Regions from separate parts of the Rattus norvegicus genome. Here region 2 is linked to region 1. A link is a contact called in public Hi-C data. All regions are on one chromosome and are shown on one strand. Each heading gives the region's core, a stretch centred on a gene start, on an enhancer-like site or on the middle of the called end of the contact. The rest is flanking DNA. Distances are from core to core; before and after follow the strand shown. Region 1 holds the start of Fnip1 (folliculin interacting protein 1). Region 2 holds the start of Hint1 (histidine triad nucleotide binding protein 1).

Region 1 (5,546 bases), core at 2,050-4,549:
GCATGTCAACTTACCTGCGCACACACAAACACACACAAATTTTGGCCAGTTTAAGCTGACTACTGCACACACACACACATAATTTCAATCACTCCAAACTCTAGTCACACACACACAATGCTGGCCAACACCTTAGGCAAAGGCAAATTAAAACAATTCAAGGGGTTGGGGATTTAGCTCAGTGGTAGAGCGCTTGCCTAGCAAGCGCAAGGCCCTGGGTTCGGTCCCCAGCTCCGAAAAAAAAAAAAGAAAAAAGAAAAAAAAGTTCAATATTACTATATATCCCATAATAGCTACAATCAAAAGACTAAGGAATTATTAGGGGCTAATGAGATGGCTTAGAGGTTAAAGGTACTTGCCATACAAGCCTAGTGACCTGAAAGATATCCCCAGAATTCATGGAAAGGTCAAAGAAGAGCACAGGGTTGCCCTCGGACCTTCACAATACACTGTGGCACATGTATGCCCCTCACACATCCTACATACATACACAGCAAGAAATAATATTTACATTAAATTTATAATCAGTTAAGATAGATATGTTTTGTATCACAATGAAACTATATTAATTTTTAAAAGGATAAAGTACTAGAGAGATTTGTCATAAAAGTTACCTTAATATATTGCTACTGGGACTATAAAACAAGTATTTTTGAAGAAATTTGGAAACTTTTTTAAAAAATAAAACTCTGCACATTAGCCAGCAGTTCTACTGCTCAGTATCTATACCCAGAAGAAACAAAAATTATTTCTAATTAAAGATTTATACACAAATATTCACAGCAGAATTGTTCAAATATCCTCTATCTGATGAGTGAATAAACAAACTATGAGGCTGGACAGATGACCAAATGGTTAAAGTACTTGCCCTGCAAGTGTGAGGACTGGGAGTTCAGATCCCCAGAAACCCACAGAAATGGCAGGTGGGCATTCTCTGTCACCTGTTAGTCCAGTTACATTAAGGCAGAGCAAAATGGTTGCCAGAGCAAGCTGACTACCAAGATCAGAAACGTAGGAAGCTCTGGGTTTGACTATGGGACTCTGTCTTAATAAGAGGAAAGGTCAATCCAAGAGGATTCTCAACATCAAATTCAGCACATGCAGGGGGTGTTGGGGGGGGGGGGATATGTGCCATATCCATACAATAAATCACCTACTTAAAGGATGAATGGAACTACTAAAAAGGGAATGTCATATGTACATCTGAAAAAACATTATTGTAGGTAAAAAGAAGCCAGACATGGCTATGAAAGTTATAATCACATTTATATGAAATGTTCAAAAAGCCAAAATATAATGAAAGAAAGCAGACCAAATTTTACTTGGGTGAAAGGGGGTTAAGGACTGAGGAAAAGGAGTGAGCACAAGTGAAACTCTCGGTTGACAGAATGAATGGCTGTGAAGGTTCAGTGGAGTGGTGTGTATAAACTGTGTACATGTGACGGCACTCAGGGGACTGTAACCTCACGTATACTCATTTTTATTGTATTCTAATTATAGATCAAGGAAGCTTTTTAAAAGCTGGATTAATTAGATCTCAAGTCACTAGGTATGTGATCCAGAATTCCTTTTCTCACATTACACTTGTACACATCTTGTTTTCATAGCAAGCTCTCATGATCAACTGCAGGTATTGGGCTTCCATACTGGAAAAAGGATTATAAAATCATCTCTACATTGCTACTTGCTCTGTCTCATGAGGTTACTGTGCAACGAGATAACCAATGGGAAAGTTCTTTGGCAGCAGTAAAGTATTACACAACCATATAGAACACTTAATCAAAAAGTAGATTTTGTTCACATTAAAAAATTGAGACTCTTGTAATCTTATTACCCAAAGTCAGTCTTTGCACAGAAATAGAAAGTTGTCTATTTAAATGTTATCTTTTAAATCTCTCTCCAGAGGCTGCTTCCTGGGTCTCTCGATTTCCTAGGTGTCTTGGTGTATTATCTGGTGTTATCTGCACTTTCGTTTTTCAAAGGAAAAACAAATGTCAGATGACTACAGCACAAGACATTTACTTCCCATTATGAAGAAAAGCCAATACCATGAAAATTCTTTTATTGTGTTTCCAAAACAGTAACTGACCTTTTTCTCCCTTTAAATATCAGTTAAATTACTTGCCATTTAATATTCAATCCCACGCATTGTTTCCTGATGTGATCTGTATTATTGACAGGGTGGATAATTTGAAGAATATTAAAACCCGTAAGACCTATGTAGTGCAATCATCTTATACTTGGGCTTGGTGCAAATTTTGACAGTTTCCCTTTTACTATTACTGTACAACTGAGTTCTCTGCTATACAGCCAAGTTTGTATGATATGTGACATTTGGCCTAGTTACGTGTGCAAGTTTCCACAGCGCATTTTGGAAGACACAACAATATCTTCTTCAAATACAATTTCACGGCTGAATTTAACCGTTGAGTCCAAGCTTCTACATATCTGACAATTCTAAGAAGTTACTGTACCAGCAACAGGTTCTGCAATCAGAAAGAAACAAAGCCTGCAGCAGCAACAACAACAACACCACACACACACACACACACACACACACACACACACACACACACGCTACCGTTCTCCATTTGCAAGAAACTCCTTTTCAGTAACAGGTGTAAGAAGGGAAAGAAAATTCGACAGCAAGTTCTAACCCAAGTCCTCCTTGAATCCGGCCAGTAGTAACCCTAACCACTTCGGTTTCGCATTTCTCCTTCGATAACACTAAGGTCGCTCGGCACGATAACTGCACAGCTCCAATTTTAGTTTCCAAGAAGCCTGACAGACCGGCAGCCTGCCCACTCGCTCCTCCAGCCTCCTCAGTGCTCCGCAGGTTGGCCGAACGCGGGGCAGTCTGCACAAAGCCATCCGACCGCTGCCGATCACAGGGAGACAGCAACTCCCAGCCCGGCCCGGAGGCCTGCGGTGAGGTCGCAGCCGGAGCAGCGTGCGGACCGCCAGCCTCCGGAGGCCGCGGTGCTGGGGCGGGGGACGCGGCGCGTGGCGCGGGCGGGGCGTAAACAACCGAGCGAAGTGGGCAGGGGACCCTACGCCCCGCCCGAGGCCGCGACCCTCGGGGCCCCGCGACGCCTTACCTGAACGCGCAGTCCGGGTCGCGGGCGTCTCGTCCCGACGCGCCTAACCCGCTCCGCTTGCTGAAAAGCTTCTGGAACAAGGTGGGGGCCATGCTGGCCGCCTCCAGACCGGGGGTCGCTCGGCTGGGAGCTCGCCGGAGGCCCCCCGCTCCTACCGCCGCCCCGCCACCCCCATGGGCGCCTCAGTCATATGACAGAAATTAGTCACTTCAAACGGCCACGGCGCGCGGGGCGGAGCGCGAGATTGAGGTCGCCCGGATTGGCTGGCGACGAGCCGCATCACGTGGCAGCAAACTGAGCGGGGGGCGGGCTGGGGGTGGAGAGGCGGGGCCTCCTGCCATTGGCTGGCCCATGGGTCAGTCACGCGGCCTCTCACGGGGCGGGGCGCGCGAGGGCGCGCTCGGCTGGGTGGCAGAAGAGATCCTCCAGTACCCCGGCCCGCCTCTGGCCCTCCCAAGCTGCTAGGGCTCTAGGAGGAGACCTGGGTCTGCGACTTGAGGCGCGGTTTGCATTGACACCCGCTTTTAGTCTCTAGGAGGATCTAGCGACTGGAGGCTCAGGCTCGATCTCCTTGGTAACCAACAAAATTACAAGCAAAACCAAGGGAGGCAAGCAGCCGTAAAAAAAAAAAAAAAAAAAAAAGAAAGAAAAAAAAAAAAAAGGCATCCACCTAAAAATATCTAACAGTTTATGCTAAGTATTTAGAATTTGAAAGACTGCGGTTAGTGAGCTCCTCATCACCAAACAAGAAGTTTAGCAAATGTCTAAGGGAGACCAGAATCAGAACTTCCATGAAACAAAGCTATATATCTTAATATCTAGGTATGAGAAAAGGAGGAACCGTGACATTGTAACCAAACGGCAAGACTTCTTTCAAAACGGAAAATACAGCTCACAAACATCCTTCCAGTCTTATCAAAATACCAGTGTTCAGATCAAATTTGTCATCGGTTTACCAGGATAAGGGATTTAGTAGAGTGGAATGCAGTTCTCTGAGAAGTGTGGATGTGGGGAAATATTGGTGTATGCTTGGAAAGCTAGATAAAGACATTTGAGAATTTCACTTAATTAGACATAGGAAACAAGTCTTTAAGAAGTTACCAACTGATCTGTAGTTAGAGTTTAAGAAAAATAAATAAGTAGCCCTAACGTGGAAAAAAGAAAAATTAGCAGAATATTTTATATCGTTAATAATCTGTCTATGATCAGCATGTTGAGCTCTAATGATACAAGATTTCTATATATTTATTGAGACAGGCTCTCTTGCTGGCCTGTAGCTCACCAAGTAGTCTAGGCTACCCCTTCTACTTCATCTTCTCCAACAGTACTAAAATTACAATCTTACATTCCTTTGACCATCCTCTAAGTGGGAATGGAACACAGGTTCTCATGCTCACACACCAAGTACTTCATCCACAGAGCTACCTCCCAGCTTCCAAAGATGTTGGCTGAGGAGGGAGGAGGGAGGAGGGAGGAGGGAGGAAGGAGGACACTCCAGTTCTATATCCTGTCTCCGTCACTCCAGTACACAAGACATTTAAGGCAATAATGTAAAAAGTGAATTAGCAGTCAAGCAGTGGTGGCACACACCTTTAATCCCAAAGGCAGAAGAGGGTGGATCTCTGTGAGTTTGAGACCAGCCTGGTCTACAGAGTTCCAGGGCAGCCACCGCTACACAGTGAATCTCCGTCTCAAAAAACAAACAAACAGCCAAAAAAAAAAAAAATTTACTCATTCCACAAATTTGAGCTCTGTATACTGCGGATCAACATCAAGAACAGAAAAGCTAATTTTATAGGCAAAGAGACAGTAAATGGATAAGTAATTTCAGATCGTGATTAGTGTTGTGCAATTAATGAGCTAAACAATGAAATTATGTCACAGGAAGGGCTTTCTGAGAACGTAATGCAATGGTTAGATTTTAATCATAGGTCCTTTGTAAACTGCTCATTTCAAAAGTTACTGGGTGTGTTGGTTTGAATAAGAATGGACCCTACTAGTTCATATTCTTGAATGCTTGGTCACCAGATAGTGGAACTGTTTGAAAGGATTAGGGTGCCTTGTTAGAATAGGTGTGGCCTTGTTGGAGAAAGTGTATCACTTAGAGTTTGCTTTGAGGTTTCAAAAAGCCCACACAAGAACCATCCCCCTCTCCCTCTCCCTCTCCCTCTCCATCCTCCCCTCTCTCTGCCTGCAGATAAAGATGTAGCTCTCAACTACTCCTCTAGCACCATGCCTGCTGTGCACACCACTATGATCCCAGCCATGATAATAAAGGACTAAGCCTCGGAAACTGTAAGCAAGCCCCCAATTAAATATTTTCTCTTTGAACAGTTGTCGTGGTCATGACGTCTCTTCACAGCAATGGAACAGTGAAAGGGGCTATTTTTTTTTTCAAACAAAGTATTTGTGACTTTTTTTAAAGGTGGAAAAAACATGATAAGTCAA
Region 2 (5,546 bases), core at 1,396-3,895, 420 kb before region 1:
GTGTTCTAGGACCACCGGGGCCACACAGACCCTTTCTCAGAAAACCATAAGAAATAAAAAGTTTTCTTTTGTAAGAGTTGCCTTACTGTCTCTTCACAGCAATAAAGCAGTTACTAAAACAATGGATGGGCAAAACTTAGTCCCATCAGCCTTACCAGGCCAATCTCATCCAAGTCTTCTGGCTCAAACCACGCTGTCCATGGATATTCCCCGTACAATGATCCTCCCGTATTCATTCATTCATTCATTCATTCTCTCTCTCTCTCTCTCTCTCTCTTTTAATTAATTAATTCTCCTTTCTTCTTTTTTCCAGACAGGGTTTTTTATGTAGCCCTGGCTGTCTTGGAACTCACAATGTAGACCAGGCTGGCCTTGAACTCAGAGGCAGTCCTGCCTCTCTGCCCCTGAGTGCTGGGTGTGTGCCACCACCACCCAAGCTCTTTATTCTTGAAGATTATTTTCTGCCTCCATGCATGGATGTGCACCATGTTCATACTGAGTGCCCATGGGGGCCAGAAGAGGATGCTGGATCCCCTGAACTGCATAAGACAGTCAGTCCTGAGCCACCTAATGTGGGTACCAGGTATCAAACCCAGGTCTTAACGGCTGAGTCATCTCTCCAGCCCACCTTTAACCTCAACTTTTGTTTAAAGGCTATATATTCCTCAACTTGAAAAATCTACAAATTCCTGCCATGTTAATAGTTTCTTTCACTTTTTGTGTATGTGCCACCTATGGCCGCAACCGTCCTGTATTACTCTGGACCTTAATGCCTAGATGAGGGTCTCTCATTGAATGTACTGTTTTGACTAGGCTGACTGGCCAGCTAGCTGCCAGCAGGCTCCCACACTTTGCCATCAAGCTGCTAGAGTCACAGGCACAGGCAGCTAAGCCCAGCTTACATATGGGTGCTGGGGATTTGAACTCAGGTCCTCAAGCTTTCACAGGAAGCACTCTTAGCCACTGTCCTCAGCTTCCAAGCTTCCATCCTTTTAATTATGGAAACAAACTTGGCTCCCTTCCCCCTCCCACCTTTTCCAGATCGAAGTCCTGATTGTGCAATTTCATGGTTTGTTTTGTTTTACTGTGCAGGCACTGCTGGTACTGATGTTTTATATCTCATGCTCTCTTGCTCTCTTCCTAACAGGATCCAGCCATACTCATTTGGCTAAGGAGTAATTTTACTTGATACACTGTATAAGATGCTGTGTCATTTAGAATGCTTCTCTCTCTCTCTGCAAGTGTTTTGTGTTCTCCCCTCCCCCACCCCGTTTTGTTTTGCTTTGTTTTTGAGTAAGCAACTTATTCCATAATATAGGCTGGTCTGTAACTCCCTGCTCAGTCTTCTGGATGGTAGGGTTGGGACTACAGGGCATGCATGCTACAAGACTTGTAAACCTTTCCAATGAAATGGGGCTCTTTCTAAGACAAAAGAACTTCCCCAATTAGTGACACATATAGCAATTTAAATAAAACTCACCTCAAGGAACCAAATGAAGTTTGGAGTACTATTTCAGGTCTATGTGAATATTACCAGTAGCATTAATGCTTTCTTATATTTCAAATTTCTTTTCTTTTCTTTTTTTTTTTTTTTTGGTTCTTTTTTTCTTTTTTGGGAGCCGGGCTTGCTAGGCAAGCGCTCTACCACTGAGCTAAATCCCCAACCCCATATTTCAAATTTCTTAAGCGGACTGAACAAACCAGCACAAAACTTTCTAGTCTAGCCAAGTTACCACCCTGCTTTATGTGAGACTGAAAGCCATATCACTGCCTAGGAAATAATTTACAAAATTGGTCTTCAATATCGACTGCGATTTAATCTATCAAGGAGGAGGGAAAAAAGACAACTTTTGATCTTGCATCATAAATGTTTTCTTCGATCAGCAGGGCGTGGACCACCTGCAATCCTAGCATAGCAGGGTTCAAGGTCAGCCCCAGTTAGTTACTCAGCGAGTTTATGATCAGCCTAGAATGGTGAAGCCGATCTATTAAAACAACAAACCAGAAAATCCTTAAAGCAATATATATATATATATATATTTTTAAAAGCTTGAAGGGGTAAGGCCAGTCCCCAGAGGCAACGTCTGCGGCCGGAACAGGGAGCAGAAGGACCTAGCAGTGCCCGGACCGCTGCGCGCGGGAGATCGCAGAGATTGCGCCGGGGGCAGGATCCGGTTTCTCGACGGCCAGATTGACACCCGCGTGGTGGGTGGCGGTCGCCGGCCCCCGTGGGCGTCACCCATGGGTCTGCACTTCACAGGGGACCGGGGCGGGCGTCACCTCCCAGGGCCTCGGCCCGCATCACCTCACCAGGGCCGCGACACGCGGCGGGCCGAGCGGCCGATAACGCGTAACCCGAGCGCAGGCACGCGCCGCAGGGCCACGCGGGCGCAGGGCCAGGCCAGCCAGGCCGCGCGTCGTCTCAGGCCCGCGGCTCCTCAGGGAACGCCGGCGTGTCGCCGGGCGGCAAGCCTACCCGATCGTCCTCGAAAATGATCTTGGCCGGGATTTCTTTGCGGATGATCTTGCCGAAGATCGTGTCGCCACCGGGCTGGGCCACTTGAGCCTTGGCAATCTCGTCAGCCATCGCGGCCGGTCGCTGTCCTTCCCGCGCCGCGGCCACGGTGGGGAGAGGAACCGCGAGAGCGCGCGGGGACTGCCGGCTCGCGCCCGGTCGGTCTGCGCATGCGCTCTGGCGCCGGCGTCGGCGCCGCAGCCGCTGGGAGCGAAGGAATGAAATGGGCGGAGGAAGCGCCGGTTCTTTGCCTCTGCACCTCTATAAGAAATTTTGATTTGCTAGTTCTGGGAGGAGGCTAGGTTTGGCCCAGTGCTTGCCAAGCGTATACGGAGTTCTAGATTTGAACTCTACCGCCTCATAAACCGGATCTGGTGCTGCACGTCTGTAGTCCTAGAGTTTGAGAAATGGAGGCAGGAGGATGGAAATTCAGTTCATCCTCAACATTGTTTGAGGCCAGCCTGGGTTACCTGAGACCCTGTTCCAGAGCAGTCTGTTTTCTGTTTCAAGTTGTGCTGATCACATTTGCTGGCTTGTGATACCGTAGCCTTTTTTTTTTTTTAAGATTTTTATTTTATATATGTATATGTGTGTGTGAGTATTTTGCCAGCATGCGTAAGAGTGCATTATATCTAATGCCTCGGATCCCCTGGAACTAGAGTTACAGATGGTTGTGAGCCATGTGGGTGGATAGAACTGAAACCTGGTCCTCTGCAAGAGCTACAAGTGCTCTTAACCCTGATCATTTAAACCCTCAGTTGTTTGAGGTCTTGGCTAAGAGCCATATGAAGCCTTACATCAGGTGTTCTTTGCTTTGTTTCTCGCTTTGTGTGGCAGCGATTCTCAATCTTAACTACGTACTAAAAACCACTTGGGAACTCTTTAAACATCTCTGACCACACCCCACATTAATTAAGTCCAAGTCTGGAGAGATGAGACCTAGGCAGGAGTTGTTTGTAAGCCCCTAGGGCCATCTTCCTGGCTGGAATCAGTTTCGAAGAAGAAACAAAGTCTTTCTTGGCCCCGCCTCCACCCTTCCTCCTCTCTGTCCCCTCGGTCCTCTTAAAAAGTGTTTTCTGAATATCGTGTGCACTTTGTCATCGTTGGTTCTTTGGGTCATTTCTTCCTCGTCGGGATTAGGCAGGACCTCCATTCACAACGTTCTGTAGACAATCCCAGTTGTCATATAGATCTGTGGACGTGGGTCGCCACTGTTGTTACCGTTAGCTTCTTTCAACATCCCATCCCACTGCCCTCTGGATGGTTTCTTCTGCACATGGAGCCCCCCCCCCCCCCCCCCCCGTTCCACATCTCATTGGATTCTGTTCCTGGCTCTCTTATCTGACAATCTCCAAGTGGCCATAGTGACCTTAGGGACTTAGAGAGATGGTTTGGTGATCAAGACACAAACTGTTCTCTCAGAGGCCAGCAAAAACATCACAGCTGCCTGTAACTGCAGCTCTGGGGGCGAAATCTGATGCCTCTGGCCTAGCAGGATGCCTTCAATCACTTGTGGACTGGGCGCACATAGATCGCACAGATACACATATATACACACATAATTTAAAAAATATAAGTAAGGGGTTGGGGATTTAGCTCAGTGGTAGAGCGCTTGCCTAGGAAGCGCAAGGCCCTGGGTTCGGTCCCCAGCTCCGAAAAAGAAAGAACCAAAAAAAAAAAAAAAAATATATATATATATATATATATATATATATATATATATATATATGTAAAAAGGGAAAACTTAAGCCAGATGACAGTGGTACACGGCTTCAATCCCAGCACTCTAAGGCAGAGGCAGACAAATCTCTGAGTTCAAGGCCAGGCTGGTCTAAAGAGCAAGTTCCAGGAAATCCTGTCTTATAATAAATGAATAAATTGGGGTTGCGGATTTAGCTCAGTGGTAGAGCGCTTGCCTAGGAAGTGCAAGGCCCTGGGTTCGATCCCCAGCTCCGAAAAAAAAATGAATAAATTAATTAATTATACGATTGTTTCCTTTGAATTGCCCTATATGATGATATTTGAATACTTTGTCTCAACAAAATTTTATTACCCTTATTGAGACAACGTCTCATGTAGCCCAGGCTGGCCTCCAACTTGCTATGTAGCCAAGGATGTCTGTAAACTCCTGAGTTGACAAAACTATTGGCAGTGGTTCCTGGAAATCATAGTGTTCCATTCTTTGCTATCAGAGGCATTACTGGTACCTTGCGATCACTGGTAAATAATATCTATACATAAGACATTAGTTTTAAAGTCATGTTCATTTATTTTCATAACTATAGAAAGGTCATGAACAAAAAAACAAAAAAAACAAAAAACAAAAAACAAAACAAAAAAAACAAAAACAAAAAAAAACAAAAAAAAAAAAGGCATGAAGGGGCTGGGGATTTAGCTCAGTGGTAGAGCGCTTACCTAGGAAGCGCAAGGCCCTGGGTTCGGTCCCCAGCTCCGGAAAAAAAAAAAAAAAAAGAACCAAAAAAAAAAAAAAAAGAAAGGTCATGAATATCAGTTGGCCTGGGCTTAGGATCCTCTGAATTAGGTTTCTAGTACATTCCAGATGATACTTTTGGCCCTAGTACTATGCTTTGAGGATCAGTGGTGCAATGTAGGAAAAACCCATTTATGTACTTAGAGGCAAAAGAATATTATATCTGTAACTTACTCTTTTAACAACTTTATTTATTATTTTGGTTTTTCAAGACTTGTGTGTGTGTGTAGCCCTAGCTGTCCTGGAACTCACCCCATAGACCAGGCTGGCCCCAAACTCAGAGATCCAACTGCCTCTGCCTCCTGAATGCTGGGACTAAAGGCACACTCCACCACCACCACCACAGGGCACATTCTTTTATCTTTAGATTGTTATGAACTCTTTTTTCATAGACATTCATTAGACAGAAAATAGGTTATCGTAAATTACCTTACTAAATTTTGCTGTGGGACTCTAAAACCACCTAGAAAGGGCTGACCAGATGGATCTGCCTGCTCTTTCAGAGGCCCCGAGTTCAATTCCCAGCAACCACATGGGGGC

What was found. Hi-C and Micro-C count contacts between places; a contact is called where the count stands out from the background.
Region 2: a Hi-C map of frontal cortex shows a contact between it and region 1, with 1.8 times the contacts expected there. The contact joins the promoter of Hint1 here to the promoter of Fnip1 in region 1. A contact is called at or near these places in 3 of 12 Hi-C or Micro-C datasets (Schwann cells, frontal cortex and psoas muscle).

Annotation. Positions count from the first base shown.
Region 1 is chr10:39,066,217-39,071,762 of GRCr8, reverse strand. Fnip1 (folliculin interacting protein 1) reads right to left here and starts at 3,299. Exons shown (of 18, transcript NM_001271163.2): 1 at 3,099-3,299. The coding sequence starts at 3,190.
Region 2 is chr10:39,487,324-39,492,869 of GRCr8, reverse strand. It overlaps Hint1 (histidine triad nucleotide binding protein 1), which reads right to left and starts at 2,645. Exons shown (of 3, transcript NM_001109607.1): 1 at 2,477-2,645. The coding sequence starts at 2,587.